Regions from separate parts of the Mus musculus genome. Here region 1 is linked to region 2. Evidence: chromatin contacts called from public HiChIP or PLAC-seq data. All regions are on one chromosome and are shown on one strand. The core of a region is the stretch at or near the end of the contact, and the rest is flanking DNA. Distances in the headings are between cores, read along the strand shown. Region 1 has its middle 25 kb from the start of Gm35087. Region 2 holds the start of Eppk1 (epiplakin 1).

Region 1 (3,276 bases), core at 661-3,160, 38 kb after region 2:
TTAAACGGTGGCCCCATCCAGTCCTACAGCAAATGCCCTCTCTTGATACTGCACCACCCTCCTGGATATCTTGCTGACTCTTGTCATTTGGAGGATTCAGACTTTCCTCCTAACAGGCTCTGGAATGTGTGAGAATCAAGGCTGGTGAATTCAGCAAGCAGGGCTCTGATGGGGGCGTGGGAATCGTCCACTGTGTGCTTGGTGTTCCCAATCTGTTACGTTCTCATAGACAGAAATGTCCCTGTCCCAGCATTTGGGTACCTAGAGGCCCCATTAGGGAAGGGTTATACAGGGTTATATAAGTGACAAATGCCTGTAACCCCAGCATGTAGAGAGTTGAAGTAGGAGGGTCAAGTTCAAGGCCAGCTTGGGCTACACGATGAGGTCAAGGCTAGCTTGTGTGTACTAAGACCTTCTCAGAGAGAAAGAAGGAAAAAAAAATACAGATAAAAGATTCACCCACCCCCATGCCCCGTATGTCAGTTTACAGATGATGGTTGACTTCCAAGAGCTCCTGCAGATGAGCAATTGACTTTGTAATGCATAGATTTAAGAGGCTGGGCTGAGGAATGTTCAAGTCCCATCTTGCAGGTGCTTTTCCACATGATAAAGCTTTTATTCTGAGTGAATAAGAACAAGAAACCCTGTCCTTTGAGGAGATGTCCACGGAGACGAGCCACTGGCTGAACGTCGTACACACCTTTCATCCCAACACTCCAGATGCAGAGGCAGGCAGATCTCTATGAGTTTGAAGTCAGCCTAGTCTACATAGTGAGTTCCAGGACACCAGAGCTATACAGCGAGGTAGACCCTGTCTTAAAACAAAACATCTAGCAATTGGCTCACACTCCAATGAGGCTCTATCTTAAATAAGACGCATCTTAAATTTGGTGTTCTCTCAGTCACGTTGGGTCCCTTTTATCCCAGGAGTTGGGGACCCTCAGGACACCCTGCTGTGTCAGACAGGGAGACAGAGTGGGGCTGGAGATAAGAGGTTCTTCTACCTCAGAACCTTCTGGAGTGGATAGCCGGATACCTCCCATTCCTATCGAGGTGTGCTGTTCATTTTTTTGAGACAGGGTTTCTCTGTGTAACCCTGGCTGTCCTGGAACTCACTCTGTAGACAGGCTGGCCTCGAACTCAGAAATCCGCCTGCCTCTGCCTCCCGAGTGCTGGGATTAAAGGCGTGCACTACCACGCCCGGCGAGGTGTGCTGTTCTTTACGCCATCTGCCTGGAGCCTACAAATGCAGCTGACTGTGGATAAGCTTCCATTGCTGTGGGATGGCCAGCCAGGGTCCCACAAGGCACCGAGAGATCAAGGTCATGCTGTCCATGCTGAGCCTGAGGAGGGCGAGCCCTCATGAACTCGCCTGCCAAGCGGGGTTGGAGTGGCACCTGTGCTCAGTCCTCCAAGGGTTGGGCTGGGCTGGTGCTCAGCAAACATGGGAAGCTGCCTCCTATCCACAGTGGACATGGGACATAGTTAGCCTCAGAGGGGGACAGAGGGCTCGGTGGCACACCAGCAGACCTGATCCATGGGCACTTGCCAGGGCACAGTACATCTTTCTGTAACACTGGATATCACCTTCCCTAACCGCCCAGAGAATACAGAAGCCCTGGAGTCAGATCATGAGGGAGACAGCCAGGGGCTCCCCAGAACTTCAGGCACCACATGTGCCCAGGTTGGGGCTAGTTGTTTTGTTTTGGGTTTTTGGCAATCGCGTTTGAAATATTAATGTGTCACCCGAGGCTTTTACAGAACCAGGAAAATAAACAGCAGATAAAACACCCTTGGAAACAGAGAAAGGAGAAAGGTACCCCACCCTGGCAGGGCTGGGCAGTTCCCATCTGTCTGATGTAACAATTACAAGTGTTGGCAGGTCAGGGACGCCACCCTCCCCCGGAGCTTGTCTCCCCTACCAAGGCTTTATAATACCCCTTTGTTTGAGCTCAGTTAGCTGCTTCCTGGCTTGACAGCCCTCTGTCCTTTCATTCTTTTAAAGGTTACTTTCCTATTTCTTACACAGGCATTCAACAAAGTCCAGAATCAGCTAGAAACTCTTTGTGCCCCTTAAAAAAAAAAAAATCATACAAGCATTCAAGTGTTCAGCTCTGATCCTGTGTTCTGATCAAAGGTTTTAGCTCTACTGTCTTTCATCAGAATCTCTGCTCAGTCCTGTGGGAACAGCTCACCTGCTGGAAGCCACCAGGCTACACAGGTTCTAGGAGTTCATTCCAGCTTTACCCCACAGCCCAGGAATGTGGCAAGTGCGGGCACATCTGAAGAATGTCTGTAAGACTTCTCTAAAGGAGACATGGCTGTACGAAAGCCAGCTCACAGGGGCTGTTCTCAAATATGGCTTTGTTCTGGGGTTTCTTCAGTTAGTTTTTTTCTCCTAACAAAAAAGTCACTTCGAACAAAACAATATCAAATGGTGTGTCATAGTTAGCAAAGGTCAAATACACATTTTCTTGGTACTGTCCATGGGAATAATGCCATTTTCAGAAATGTCCCCGTCCTACGCACCTACTGCATTCTAAAAAAAAAAAGTCAGGGGACTGGGACTGGAGAGAGGGCTCAGCAATCACTGAGCCCTGGACCCAGAAGACCGGGGTTCAATTCCGAGCACCTACATGGCAGCTCACAACTCTGTAACTCTAGTTTCTGGAGATCCATTTCTGGAGATCCAAAACCCTTACACAGACACACATGTGGGAAAAACACCAGTGCAATAATAATTAATAATAACAACAATAATAATGAATAAAATATTAGAAAGTCAACCTTTAATTTGCTACAATTTTTAGCATTGGATTCTCAAAATATTGAAGCCGGGTGTGGTGGTGCACGCCTTTAATCCCAGCACTCGGGAGGCAGAGGCAGGCGAATTTCTGAGTTCGAGGCCAGCCTGGTCTACAAAGTGAGTTCCAGGACAGCCAGGGCTACACAGAGAAACCCTGTCTCAGAAAAACCAAAAAAACCAAAAAACCAAAAACAACAACAACAACAACAAAAAAGAAGTAATCTAAGCAACTCAGGGATCATGATATCTAAGTATATACAAATATGTATAAAATGTCCTGTCCCATTAAAATAAGGTATATTTAATATACAATTTAATATACATGATCACACTACCTTTTGTTGTTGCTGCTGTGCTATCGCTATTGTTACCAAGCAAAGTCTCATGTGTCCAAGGCTGGTCTCAAACTCCCTATGTAGCTGAAGATAACAACTTCCTTCTTTCTCTTCTTTTCCTTTCTTTTCCTTTTC
Region 2 (3,529 bases), core at 461-2,960:
ACCACACTGAAGGGTGGGTCCCTCACCCCAGGCAGGGACAAGGATGGGCACAAGGGTCCGCTACAACTGTTGCTTGCTCTGTGCTAGATCAGAACAGAACTGGGAAGCCAGGCACATGGAGCCCAGCGCACATGGAGACTGAAAATCTGGCCTTTGCCCCCACTGAAACCAGCATCAAGAAGGGCCCCAGGAGTCAGTGACCTCGTGCCAAGGTTGGCATGATAAGCAAGTGGGGGTAGGGACGCAGCCCTGCCCCCCGACCCTCCCCCCACCCCGTCCTCTTCTTCCCAAGGATCTTGATACCACCCAAGGGCTATATCCCTATGGCTGCTCACCCTAGATGGACAAGGATTACAGCACCTGCAGGGCCAAACAGCACACCACACATCTGCTAGAAACCAACCCACACCCTCGCGAGACCGCACAGCAGCCTGGCAGGGTCCTCAGTTTCCCGAACGATCCCAAGACTCAGGGGCCTCCCACCTCCCATCTGAGCTCAGATGACCCAGGTAAATGGGGCCCAGAACGGTCCCGCAGCCCCTCACTAAGTCCGCCTGGGGCCGCTGGCCTCTGGTTCCCACAGCTTTTCAGTTTCGGTTCTCCAAACTGCCCTCATTTCCTCACCTGTCGTGACAAGGCTGGCGCGGTCCTCTGTCTCTCCGCTCCCTCCACGCCGGGAGCCCCGCGCCACAAGCATTTAAATCGGCATGGCCCCTCCCTATGTTGACCCAAGTCCCTTCCCCATTGAGGGCGGTAGGCGGGGCTGAAAGCCAGGTTGGGCACCCCACAGGACAGGTGGAGTGGGCAGGTGAACACAAACTAAAGCATGGGGCAGGGCTACCTCTGAGCAACTCAAGCTGGGAGAGGCTGTTGAGTTGCAAAGTCCCTCCTTTCCTCCCTCCCTCCCTCCCTCCCTACTACAAGTCATTGAAAAAGAATGCGGGCCTGCTCTGGGTTGGGAGTGGAGAGCAACATGGGCTCTGTGGCTTTTGAATGAAGTTTGCAAGGGAAATGAAGACCCACCAAAGAGAGTTTCAGTTCCCCAAACTCCTCTTTATTGCTGAGAGTGAGAGACATGCCGGGACAGTGGCGGTGCACGCCTTTAATCCCAGCACCTGGGAGGCAGAGGCAGGCAGATTTCTGAGTTCGAGGCCAGCCTGGTGAGAGACCCAACCCCACTCTGTGTGCTCCAAGCTCCTGCTCAGTCCCTGAGCATGCTCTGCCACGGTTTCCTGTCCCTATCTTCTGGATCTTGGAGTCTTCACAGCTCCTCAGTGGACTGCTCTGAGGTTTTGACCTTGTAGGAGCTGGAGTCTCTGCGGTCTTTGACAATTGGCAGCCCTGTCTGCAAGGGGTGGCCAGGCTTCATCTCACCATTCAGCTCCCTGACATTTCCCACCCCCCTGGGGCTCAAATAAGTTCCTCAGTCCATCTGAAGGACCCAGCATCAGGAGAACCTAGCATCAGGAGGACCTAGCATCAGGAGGACCTAGCTCTGAAGCCCATCCCAGCTCTCACCTTCAGAGACAGGGGTCTGTTAGTGCCCATTTGGTTGGAGGTCCAGAGCCTCAGGGTGATGACCTCAGGGGCTGGCACACTAGGAGTCCAGCACAGGAACCTTTCGTGGATCTTCTGGCTGGTTCTCCCCTTTGCTGCTCAGAGATCCCATGTCGCTAGGCCAAAGCAGATGGCACACCTCTCCTGCCCATCCACCACCACCACCACCACACCCTGATGACTTACATGTCCTGTCCTACCCCAGCTCTCACCTCTGACTGGGTCATTTTTGACCAGAAATTCATCCAAAGCTGCCCAACCACCTCCAACACGAACCATCATGGCTCCTCGAGCTGCCTATGGAGCCAGAGGTGGGGGGAGTGGGGTTATGACACCAAGCCTTCAATACAGGGGTTGGGGCAGTTCCTGGGGCTCTGTCCTCCCCACCGTTACAGGCCCACACTCACACCTGCTTACCAAGGCTCCCTGGACCTTGGGCCTGCCTCTGGCCCCTGATGCACTTGACCCTTCTGGGTTTCTTGCTCTGACCACGCTATTGGGCTGTTTCTGGCCACTGGAGAGCCCTGGCTTGAATGTGATGGAGACCTTGTGGAGAGGCCCACGTCTCCCCCAGTTATAGCTAGGCCAGCCTTGTCCCACGCTGTCCTGCTCCTCAGTTGACAGGAAGCTATCTGCAGGATCCTACTGGGAAATGTTTCAATGCTGCCTGTGGCTTCGGGTACAAAGCACACCCCAGACCACTTTATTTTATGACCAAGTCAATACAGATAGTGTCTTTACAAGACCCTGGTGTATGTTGGCTCCTTGCTGGGAGGTAAGACCAAGTCCTTTTCATGTGCCCAGATCTATGGATCTATCTGCCCTTACCTGTACCTGGTGGCCCTGTTCCAGCCGTTCCCACTGGTCCCTTTTGTCCTCGCTCCTCTTGCTATGCTCTGGCTTCCTAAGACTCCAGTTCTCCATGACCTCTGACCACCATGGCCTCCAGCTCAGTTCTTTTGGAATCTTCCCCAGGAGGCAAGCCTTAGCTCTACTCGCCAGATCCCCAGGCGGCTCCTGGTCAAGACTCATCAAAGCCAGTATCTCCCTTGGGGCTCGAGTCCAGTACTTTGGGGTGAGGGCCGGAGGCATCTCCTCTAACAAGCTGTGGGCTTGTACCACCTATGCATTAGGGGGAAATGTTAGGGAACTTGGAGGACCCCATGCCAAAATTGCCCACCACTTCACCACCTCTCTTGAGCCAACGTCCTCATCCCCCAGAGCCTCTTAGAAGTTCTGCCCAGCACTTTAGGCCTTCCAGCACCTCCAAATGGTCTTACAGAGGGTGTGGCTCAAGGACAGATGTGTCCAGTATCAATAGGCTAACCCTGGATTGCTACACAGTTACAGTACAGGCCAGAGCCTCTGGCCACTGGTCCCACCTTGATCCCCAAGGGTTCCGCTTGGCTCAGTCTATGGGGGCACAAGACCAACTTCTCTACAAGGTGGCCCACAAGCAGCAGCACCCCTTCCAGGGTGTGTATCCTGGAGAAGAGATGAACAGCCATGAGCAGGGTAGAGGGCCAGTGTGAGTGGGGTGGGAGCAGCTGGTGAGCAGGCTCACCTCTCGCAGGAGGGGCTAGACATGGCAGCCCGGCAGCCCTGCAGGTCCATCAGCAGGCCCAAGTGGCAGGTGCTCCCATAGTCAGCAGCTCCTCTCCTTCCTAGCCATGACACTGCCAGGGTTTGCTGTTCCCACAGGAACTCCTGCCGTCAGAGTAGCCTGATGTACTATCGGTTTTCAGAGCGGGAAAAGTTGAAGGGCAAAGTCTTTTTGCCTCCGTGGGTCTCAGATCTTGAGCCCTCTCCCTTACTCTGTTCATCTAGTGCCTTGCACTGTTCATCACCTTAGCAAGAGGACCACACATGCTGGCCCAGTCCTTCTACCCCTAGGCCTCTTCAGTGTAGGGAGGGCAGCCACACCCCACATTGTGCTGATGCTCAGAGCAAGGTGAAGAAAGCCAGCAAGGTC

The links. HiChIP or PLAC-seq counts read pairs in DNA pulled down with a chosen protein or histone mark.
Region 1: an H3K27ac HiChIP or PLAC-seq map of embryonic stem cells shows a contact between it and region 2, with 10 read pairs. The contact joins the enhancer-like site here to the promoter of Eppk1 in region 2. A contact is called at or near these places in 3 of 39 promoter capture datasets (embryonic stem cells, liver and macrophages), 7 of 484 Hi-C or Micro-C datasets (the AML12 cell line, the N1E-115 cell line, brown adipocytes and 4 more), 12 of 115 datasets of contacts at active chromatin or transcription factors (the 3134 cell line, double positive thymocytes, embryonic hindbrain and 6 more) and 3 of 9 other capture datasets (adipose tissue, liver and pancreatic islet).

The regions. Positions count from the first base shown.
Region 1 is chr15:76,156,616-76,159,891 of GRCm38.p6, forward strand. No RefSeq gene overlaps it. Among named protein-coding and RNA genes, the nearest start is that of Gm35087, 25 kb to the left of the region's middle. Within about 2 kb of position 1,911, at least 61 of the 459 cell types and tissues checked have an H3K27ac peak or open chromatin away from gene starts, as enhancers often do. A contact at or near this core is called in the AML12 cell line, the N1E-115 cell line, embryonic stem cells and 1 more, where this site is marked.
Region 2 is chr15:76,118,485-76,122,013 of GRCm38.p6, forward strand. Eppk1 (epiplakin 1) reads right to left here and starts at 1,711. Exons shown (of 3, transcript NM_144848.2): 1 at 625-1,711. BC024139 (cDNA sequence BC024139) reads right to left here. Exons shown (of 16, transcript NM_001142968.1): 10 at 3,122-3,264; 11 at 2,940-3,042; 12 at 2,386-2,679; 13 at 1,975-2,199; 14 at 1,770-1,854; 15 at 1,519-1,652; 16 at 1,033-1,345. The coding sequence ends at 1,262. It overlaps Gm52196 (a long non-coding RNA gene), which reads left to right. Exons shown (of 3, transcript XR_003951574.1): 2 at 88-212; 3 at 293-664.